Regions from separate parts of the Hordeum vulgare genome. Here region 2 is linked to region 1. A link is a contact called in public Hi-C data. All regions are on one chromosome and are shown on one strand. The core of a region is the stretch at or near the end of the contact, and the rest is flanking DNA. Distances in the headings are between cores, read along the strand shown. Region 1 holds the start of LOC123398966. Region 2 holds the start of LOC123452982 (protein TONNEAU 1b-like).

Region 1 (4,934 bases), core at 449-2,948:
TTATAGAGCTGAGTTTGGGGGCGGCAGAGTCACGTGGGCCCCACAAGCTTGGTTGTCACGGTCGGGGGGGGGGGGGGGGGTGGCCGCGGCAAGAGGGCTTGTGGCCCACTGGCCCATCCCCTCCGATGGATCTTTGCGCAGGTATTTTTCATATTTTCCAGAAAAATTCTCCGTAAATTTTCAGGACGTTCCGAGAACTTTCATTTCTGCACAAAAGCAACACCATGACAATTCTGTTGAAAACAACGTTAGTCCGGGTTAGTTCCATTCAAATCGTGCAAATTAGAGTCCAAAACAAGGACAAAAAAGTTCGGAAAAGTAGATACGATGAAGACGTATCAGTCGTTTGATCCTTGATCCAATCACACGAGGTTAAAGTAGTTGCCCAGATGGCGGGGATGACACGTGGTACGAGGGGCGGTACGAGCACGTGCGCTCGTACCACGTGTCATTAAGCGCTCTATTTGCTCCCTCGTAGCTCAGGTTTCCTCCCCAATGCTTTATGATGATAATTTATCACATTAATTGGTGTGGTTTCATCACCCTTTCTTGACATTCTTTTCTTAAACTTTCAAACACACCCGAAAACGACATCCCGATGAAAACATATGAAAAAAGTGCGTGCACGCGATAAAATCTGGCAAAGTATACTATGTAGGCACAAAACAAAGGTAAAACCATCCCAAATTTGGACTTAACTGGGTACATAAACCATGAGAACGAAGAGGTGCGAGAGGCGGTGGCCATGGGAGTCACACACACCCTTGGTGCACGACCAAGCCGTCTAAGGTTTTTCTTTGGTCCATTTTGCTCCATCCTTGCTGAAAACTAAAAAATATTTTTCTTTATTTTTTACATCTTTGTAAAATAGTATGTTAGAATTCAAATGTACAAAACTTTATATAAAAATCTAACATTTATGAGAAAGTAAAATTATATATGTTTTAGTTCTAGAAAAGCTATCAAATCCAATATGCATAAGTTGTAGAGAAGAAGCCGGAGGCAGAGGGAAAGAAAAGTCCACGAGGAAGAAAATGTTAATGGATTCCATATCTTGAATGACCATCAATCCCATTCTCTTGCTGGTGGCTAGCGACTACGAGAGCAGCGACACACACAAGGTTCAAAGAAGAAGACCCTGTTCGGCAACCATCTAGCTCCGTAAAATACGGGAGCGGATGGAACGCCGTTTTCACGACTCTACAAAAATAGGTTGCAGACCGCTCCGCTCTGGCCGCTCCAGGAGCGAAGCTGCGGAGCAGGGAGCTGTTGAAAAGGGCCGAAGTTGCTGAAACGAAAGGAAGATAAATATAAATATAACAATTTCATAGCATCAACGCTACCAATATTCGCTGGCCCCCGACCTTGTAGCGAGATCGCCAATTAATCGACCAAGAAAAAACTTGATATAACCAATCACCCAACGGCGAGGAATAAAAGAAAAAGGAAACACGGGAGTCCGAAAACCATTAACATGAAATCGGTTGAAGACAACAGACTAGGCGATTACCCGCCAATGCCTTATTTTCATCTGTTTTTGTTAATAAAAGTACAAAACATCTAGTAATTCTTTTACATATACATATCTCATGGGACGTTTTTATGGTGCTTTCTATTTTTATGTCTTGGATTGAATCATGGGAATGAGAATGAAAGGAAGGCCTAAACAAGGCAAGGAAGCGGGCACATGGTAGGGCACAGGAGGAGGCGATCCAGGGAGCGAGTGGTGGTGCGCGGTGCGGCAATCCCTTCTCCGCCCTACCCTATGCTTTCTTTGCGTCGCCATCTCCTTCCTTGCCTTCCTTCGTCTTCCCTTCCCTTCCCTTCCCCTCCCCAGCACAAGCCCGGCGCAGCACATACATACATACATACATACACACACATCGACTCAACTTCCCTCTTTCTCCACCGAAAGTCCAACCTTTTCGCTCCCAATCCACCACCCATCGCCCACCACCAATCCCCCCTCCCTCCCCCGCCCCCTCTCCCTCGTTCGCTTGATTCGATCAGAGAGAGCCCCCGCCCCCGCCCACGCCACCAGACCTCGACCAGTCAATCCCCTCTAGGGTTTCGCCTCTCGCGCCGCCCAATCGGATCCACCTCCAATGTGAGTTCGCCTGATTCCTCCGCCCCCGCGGTTCCTCCGTAATCATCCGAGCAGATTTGGTTCAATCCGATCGGAAATTTAGGCCGCACCCGTGCGTTTATTATTAATTTGATGCGCCATCCGATGCAATCCAGCTTGGAATTTCGGACCCTAGACGCCTTTGCGGATAGATTGGGTGGCCGATTTGTTAGAATCCCGCAGATTGACCTTCGGATATTTGAGATCTCGGGCTTCCCGTAGCTATGGGGTTGTCCCTATATGGATTTCGTTTTGGTCCTCTTTTAAATTTGACGTTTCTGTGGGTTCTCCCCTTGCTGGAACCGCAGGATGACGATGAGCGATGACGGAGACCGCACCTGCCCGCTCTGCGCCGAGGAGATGGACATCACTGACCAGCAACTCAAGCCCTGCAAATGTGGCTACGAGGTACTATCCTCATCAGCGACTAACCCCTGCCCTGCCTGCACAACAACCAGGACGCTCTCTCATTGTTTTGTTTCTGTATGTATGCGACTCTGCAGATTTGTGTCTGGTGCTGGCACCACATCATTGACATGGCTGAGAAAGAGGACACAGAGGGTCGTTGCCCTGCCTGCCGCACACGCTATGACAAGGACAGGATTGTTAAGATGGCTGCCACTTGTGACAGGTAATCCCCGACTCCAACTTTCACTTTATATGCATTCTCTGCCTCCGAGGGCTGCCATGCTTAAGCCATCAACCGGAGATTCCTTTTCTAGATTACTCAGTGCGCGAAAACTCTTTCCTCATGTATATTGCGATGATAGACTTGCAACTTACGTTCATTCCATGTATACAGAACGGTAGCAGATAAAAATACAGACAAGAAGCAGAAGACCCAAAAGGTTAAGTCAAAGACACTAACTGTGGAAGCTAAGAAGCATCTGGCCAGTGTCAGAGTTATACAGAGAAACCTGGTCTACATAATTGGGCTACCTGTAAATTTATGCAATGAGAGTGTGAGCACATTATTCTTTCCTTATGTCTCGATTCTTTCTTCTGAGAGAAGATTTGGATTCTGTTATGCTGAGTGACACTGTAAATTCTAGCTCTGACGCCAACATTACTATTATCCTTTGTTTTAGGTACTTGAGCGCAGGGAATACTTTGGTCAGTATGGAAAGGTTTTGAAGGTTTCAGTTTCACGTCCTACCGGGGCTCCTTCCCAGCAGACATCAACAAACAACGGTATCAGCGTGTATGTCTACAAATGACACTAATGATCTTTTCAACATGCATACATATTGGCCGATGCTACAATCACATTGATATATCGAGTGACTACTATCCTACCTTTGTGTACTATACGTGCCTGTAGCCTTCAATACTTGCTTGAGCTATATAATTGTTTGTATGCGACTAAGAAAGTACAGTGAGAGTTTGGTTGTGTATTAGGTGGTTTTCCATCAAAAGTAAGTTCAAATAATCGTCGATTCTAACATGACATGTCCTTGATACAACCACGTCAATTTCAGGCTAATCTAATCTAAGTATTGACCGAGGGCCGCTAGAATTTTATAGCATCTGTAAAGAACATTTGATAGCTTTATAGGCCACATGAAAGATGTAGCTGTCTAGTGTCGTAAAATCCAGGAATCTTGTATAATATATATAGAAGTGCCTGTTTCAGTCTTCTCATGAATTTATCGACCAAATTATTTTGGATGAGGCATTCCCATGTTTACTGATGCTAGTTCAGATTTTTGCCTCTGAAACTATCAGTTTCCTTAGGGTAGATTGTAGTTCTTTGGTGAGTATAAAATTTCACGTTTGTTTTGGGTACTCCATGTTTCTCTCAGGAGTCGTATAGCACTGGCTTGATGTACTTATGGTCCTGATATTTTAAAAATATGGAAAGCTTGGTCTTTGGAATTACTTGAGTCTGTTGAATGTAGTACACCTTTATTCAGCTTAGTTATCTAATAACACTTAGAAACAAAAGAAGGCTTAAAGGAAACATCAGTTTTCCTGAAAATAAGGAGACCCACAATTGAAACTCTGGTGGACTATGTCCATCATGTCTACTCAGAGGCTCAGAGCTATTTAGTAGCTATACTCTTAATGGATAACCAACATAAGATGTATGGTTCCTATTCTCTCCATAATTGTAGACACCATTAGATGTGTTGAAATGCTGGCTCACTAGTTATTACTGTGATATGTTCAGATATATTACTTATGCCAAAGAAGAAGAGGCCATCCGGTGTATTCAGGCTGTACACAATTTTGTCTTGGAAGGGAAAGTGCTAAGGTTAGCCTTATACCCTGTATCTTCTCTAGCAGTTTTGCACAATATTGTTATTCTAAAGTTTTTCTATTGTTGCAGAGCATGCTTTGGCACCACGAAATATTGCCATGCATGGCTGCGGAACATGGTACAATTGATGCTTCATTCTGACAGCCTTTACCAGTACTCTACCTATTGATATCTTTCTCAGTGCTTTGCCATTTTTTTTCTCAGACATGTGGGAATCCAGATTGTCTCTATTTGCATGATGTAGGCAGTCAGGAGGATAGTTTCACTAAAGATGAGATAATCTCAGCATATACCAGGTAACACTCAACTTCCTTGTAACTTGCAATGTGGAACCACTGTTCTTCCTCTGCTTGCTCCATCTGTTCTGCTCCAAGCATGTAAATCCGGGCTCATATAATGCTTGTATTTTTATTTTATATTGCAATTTTGCATTCTTGCTGTATATATATTCTCTTTATTTTAGAAGAAGCTCCTGGTCTAATGTTCGGCTTCTCCCTACGCTAATGGCCATGGCTTACTAGGAAGTTTTGCCTTTTGCCGGAATTGGAT
Region 2 (4,998 bases), core at 1,716-4,215, 490 kb before region 1:
GTTGCGCGAAGTGGCGACTATTGTAGTAGGGTTGGCTTACAGCGAGTATGCGCGATAGGGCATGTTACAGATCGCTGGCGATAACCAAGATCAGAGTTATGAGTTGTTCGTCGAAATTGGCGGCGAGCTTTTCCAAGGTGATCGGATCGCGAGAAGGAAAGCCATGACCGGGTACGCGGGATGGCCGCTCGGTGTACGACGGCTGGTCTCCGCGTGCGACAGGTTTCGCGAGACAGCCGGGTTGGGTTGCATGCTTTAGCAAGACTCGACAGGGTGTATTGTCTGAAAGTAAGAGTCCAGAAGATAAGCAAGCATGCATGGCGGTTTAAAGGAATCATGTACGTGTGTCTAGGGCAGGGCATGAACCGTGATGGTAATGGACTAGTGCCTAGTCTGATATGGTCGGTGCACTGTTGGAGGCAAGTGCGGTTCTGGAGATCTTTTGTGCATGCATGTTGGGTCCATAAATAGATTTTGGACTCGGATGAGGGACTCGATGCAAGTTGTGGAAAATTTGGACTCGATTTCCGTGAGAGGCAAGGAAAAGGCAAGCCGTGGTCGATCCAGTGGTAATAAAAGGCCGGCGACGGAGACACCGAAGGCGCCAAACATAGTTTGCAAGTTCAGAAAAAGGGTGGAGCGATTCGGCTACGATAGATATTCGATCTGCGTTACGGTGACAGGCTTCACGACAATTTCTGAAGGGCGGACAGGGACGGTGCGAGTCAAGGTTCTTGGTAGATCGCGGACTGCGACGTGGCTTCAGACGAAGAATTTGGGATCGATGATCTTTTTCATGAGGAAGTCGCAGAGGCAAGCAAGGGCGGTCAAACCGGCGGCAACAGGTCCGTTAGATCGCGTCTCGGCATGGCGCCGGGGTTCACCAAATTTGAGGTGGAGAAATTCGATGGCACGGGTAACTTTGGTCTATGGTAGTCAAGGGTCAAGGATCTTGTGGCGCAACAGTGAATCTTGAAAGGTTTGCAGGAGACAAAGTCGGCCAAGGTTGACGACGATACGTGGGAGGATATGCAAGTGCGGGCAGCCGCCAACATACGGTTGTGTCTTGCGGACCAGGTCATGTATCATGTCATGGACGAAGATTCTCCTAAGGGAATTTGGGACAAGATGGCAAGTCGTTGTATGTCCAAGTCAGCGACCAATAAGTTGTATTTGAAGCAAAAGTTCTATGGGCTGAAGATGCAGGAGGGGTCGGATCTTGTGGAGCATGTGAACGCCTTTAATCAGTTGGTCACGGATCTAGCGCCTCTGGATGTGAAGATTGAGGACGAGGATAAGGCACTACTTCTTCTTGTTTCGTTGCCACCGTCCTATGAGCATTTGGTCATTACGTTGACACATGGAAAGACAACCGTCAATAATGAGGAAGTCACGGCAGCGTTGCTTGGACATGAGTTGAGGAAGCAAAATAATGTTGCTGAAAGGGATAATACTCAAGGTTTGGGGTTGGCAGTTAAAGGTTATAAGCTCAGGAAGGGACAAGAGGCAGAGAAGAAAACGAAGAAAAAGGTTCAGTGCTACAGGTGCAAGGATTGGGGACATATAAAGAGGGAATGCCCAGAACTGAAGGGTGAGGCTAGTGCTAACATGTCTACTCATGGTGGTGACTCAGACAACAGTAGTGATGCTCTCGTAGTATCAGACAGACGGACAACTAAAAATGAAGCGTGGATGTTGGATTCAGCTTGCTCTTTTCATGCGACGTCCAACAGGGAGTGGTTCTCTTTGTACAAGTCCGGTGAGTTTGGTTTCACCTACATGGGCGATAACACTGGTTATCGTGTTGCTGGAATAGGTGACATCAAAATCAAGATGTTTGACGGAGTTGAGCGTATGCTTCGGGGAGTCAGGTATGTGCCAGGGCTAAGGAGGAATCTAATTTCGCTTGGTGTTCTTCATGATGGTGGTATGGAATTCCATTGTGATCGGGATAAGAAGACCATGAAAATAATAGAAGATGGGATGATCGTGATGATATGAGAGAGGACGGCTTTGCATCTTTACAAGTTGCAAGGGAGCACTACTGCATGTGGAGTCATGAAGAGTGGAGCTGCAGGAGTAGCAGTGGAGTCTCATGGTGGCGGCGGGTTAGACCCGTTGGGTAGCTCTAAGTAAGCTACAACGAAGACAATCCAAGTTCGAAGTACATGGAGGCTCGACGCATGGACGACTTCTAGGTGGTGGAGAATATTCGCCAAGGTGGAGTTTGTTATATTTGCGTCGAATATTATGTACGCAAGGGGTTACGTGGACTTAGAGTTGTAATTGGTGTGGATAAATACGAGTCGTGTAGGAGTCAGACACTTTGTATCCTAGGCCTCTTATATATCGAGGGGCACCACACGTTGTAACCCATGACGACCGGATAGCAATAGGTACGGGGGGGGGGGGGAGGGGAGGACGACTTATGCCGGCGCCCGGACGACCGGTGTTGCGGTATCTTGGGGAGGAGCGCCTGTAGTCATGCCCGGAGGATGTAGCCATATCGGTGAACCTCGTTAACAAATGTCGTGCCTCGGTGTGTCGTATATGATCTTGCATTAGCGTATTATTGTAACATTCACAGAAAACACTAAGCTGGCCCTCAGATTCGAGTTTTTTTGTGGAGTTGGACATCGTGGAGCTGCCTCGTTTGGCTTGCGATTTTGAGAGTAGAGCTGATTTTTCTGAAGCGGAGCAGTCTCAAACAGGCCCTAAATCCCGTGCAAGTCAAAATCCACCTTAATCCCCTCCAATCCATTCCAATCCCTTTGTGAGAGGGATTAACCAAACAAGCCCTTCAGATTTTTTTTTGCTGTCCTACAAAACTATGCACTTGGAGTCATCCAATGCAGAGGGGTCGCATTGTAAAACATAACGTCCATCTCGAGGACCCACTTGTCATAAATTCACCGCCGGGGGTCGTCTAGTAAATAGACCTCCCTCCCTGCTACTCTTCTCCTTCCCATCTCTCTCCCTCCTCTCGCATCGCAGGGCTGCTCCACCTCCGCCTCCGCCTGCCCCCCGCCCCGAGCACAAAAGAAAAGGGAGGAGGCCGCGCGGAAGAGAGGAGAGGACATGGACGACTACGCGCGGGAGATGATGGAGCTCAAGACGCTCGTCACCCGCACCCTCGAGAAGAAGGGCGTCCTCGCCAAGATTAGGGTCCGTCACTCCCCACCCCCTTCTCACTTCCGATCCACTAGGGCCAGGGGCTAGGGCGGATCTGCCTCCCCTCTCTCCCCGCGTCCTTCCAGGATCTCCACATTTCGTGCTCCCACGACCCCCTTCGCCGAATCTCCTACATCTTCTTCTCTCTTTGTGCGCGCGTGGAGTAGACAAATGACCCCTTTGTGAGTGAAAATTTCACCCTAGGAGCCCCGTTCCTGTTAGATTCACTGTGCGTTTCAGATTCTACACGGAACCATTTGATAGTTGGGGAGGGTCCAGCTTTTGTGCGCGTGCTACTGCTCCTTTTCTTGTTCAGATTGCTGGACATACGAGCAGTACTCTAGTTCCGATTACATTATCTTGTAGAAAATGTTCTTGTGGGTTATCTGCATCACCAGATGATCTCAGTGCTACGAGGCGATACCATCTTTGTTTGCACTATAAGCATCAAGCACCAACAGTTTCTCTATTTTTGTTGTTATTTTTACAATGCTCCTTTTGTTATTCTGCAAGGACATAGAACAGTTGGGTGTGTGGCTCAGTTTAAAGGATGCAATAAATTCACATATATAATTGTTGGCTGAAGAAGAGAAGATGTGTTGTTGTTTCCTTATCCACTAAACCTATGTTATGTTCAATAAAATCTACATCCATAGCTTCCTTATCTGCTATTTAACCCAGGCCATGTTCGACGAAAACTACATGCTCCTGTGAGTTAGATCTACATGGAATTGCTCATTCTGGCACAGAACTTCATATTTTTCTCATCATTTGTCTTGCATGACCAGGCTGAACTGAGAGCAAGTGTGTTTGAGGCCATAGAAGAGGAGGACCGCGTGATAGAGGAGAACGAAGATGGCGGGAATCCTGCTTTGCTTGGTAGCTGCAATGACCGTGCTAAGCAGCTGCATGCTTCATCGTCAGGTTTGTTTTTTCAAACATGGTACCTAGGTATTGGATTGATAAACTGTACGTGTTGCCAGATCTGGTCTGCTATATACTCCTACCATGCTCTATGATTTTCAGTTTCGTACTGTTGTTGGTGAATATATATTCCAGATGTATACTAGATTGACACTGTATTGCATCATAATATTTTTCTCTGCTCTAAATATTGGCCGATTTTAGTGTGGTCACCTTTTTTAGCTAACAATAATGGAACTCAATAAATTAGACTTGTTGCATACCTTTTTCATTTTCTTCTGCACTTCTGAAATATCTATCCTCATTGCTCCTCTGTTATGAATAACTGACCTATGATTCTTTATCTGCCATACCTCTGCACCGATGTTAACTGAAAGAAGCATTTGTCGAATGCAACTTATTGCATTTGTTTACGTTGCTTCCAGTCCCAATCACATACGCCTTCAATGTTGAAGGTCTTCAACATTCGTCAAAATGTTTTTGCAAACCATGTTGGATGTGAGTGGTTCACACCCTAGAGTTTCTGTTGCTTGCAGGTAGATTATTAACAGCACTTATAGGTGAATACTTGGAGTGGGCCCAGCTAAGTCACACGATGAAAGTTTATTTGCCAGAATGTAATCTGGTAACCATTTCTTGTATTTAATGGATCTAGCCCTGCTTATGAAAAATTAGCATCCACTAATGTGTGCCTTGTACTGTAAATCAGCCCAAGGACTTTTGGAAGAATGAGCTAAAGGATTTTTCTAACAAAAATGGAGCTGAAGGGAGCAGGAGTGCTGAGAGTGGTCCCATGCTTCTAGATGTTCTTGAAGGATATCTCAAATATGAGGTTAATCTCTTGCTTACTTAGAAGTTCATCAAAATGGCCTGTATTAATTTGGCGAATGACACATTTCTTGA

Evidence for each region. A called contact is a pair of places that touch in the nucleus more often than the background predicts.
Region 2: a contact with region 1 is called in a Hi-C map of leaf, with 10 times the contacts expected there. The contact joins the promoter of LOC123452982 here to the promoter of LOC123398966 in region 1. A contact is called at or near these places in 3 of 6 Hi-C or Micro-C datasets (leaf and seedling) and 1 of 1 datasets of contacts at active chromatin or transcription factors (embryo).

What each region holds. Positions count from the first base shown.
Region 1 is chr5H:338,646,239-338,651,172 of MorexV3_pseudomolecules_assembly, reverse strand. LOC123398966 reads left to right here and starts at 1,698. Exons shown (of 14, transcript XM_045093403.1): 1 at 1,698-2,107; 2 at 2,434-2,533; 3 at 2,629-2,756; 4 at 2,928-3,087; 5 at 3,214-3,326; 6 at 4,296-4,379; 7 at 4,455-4,503; 8 at 4,590-4,681. The coding sequence starts at 2,106.
Region 2 is chr5H:339,137,000-339,141,997 of MorexV3_pseudomolecules_assembly, reverse strand. It overlaps LOC123452982 (protein TONNEAU 1b-like), which reads left to right and starts at 2,965. Exons shown (of 8, transcript XM_045129733.1): 1 at 2,965-3,165; 2 at 3,960-4,095; 3 at 4,632-4,720; 4 at 4,805-4,927. The coding sequence starts at 3,079.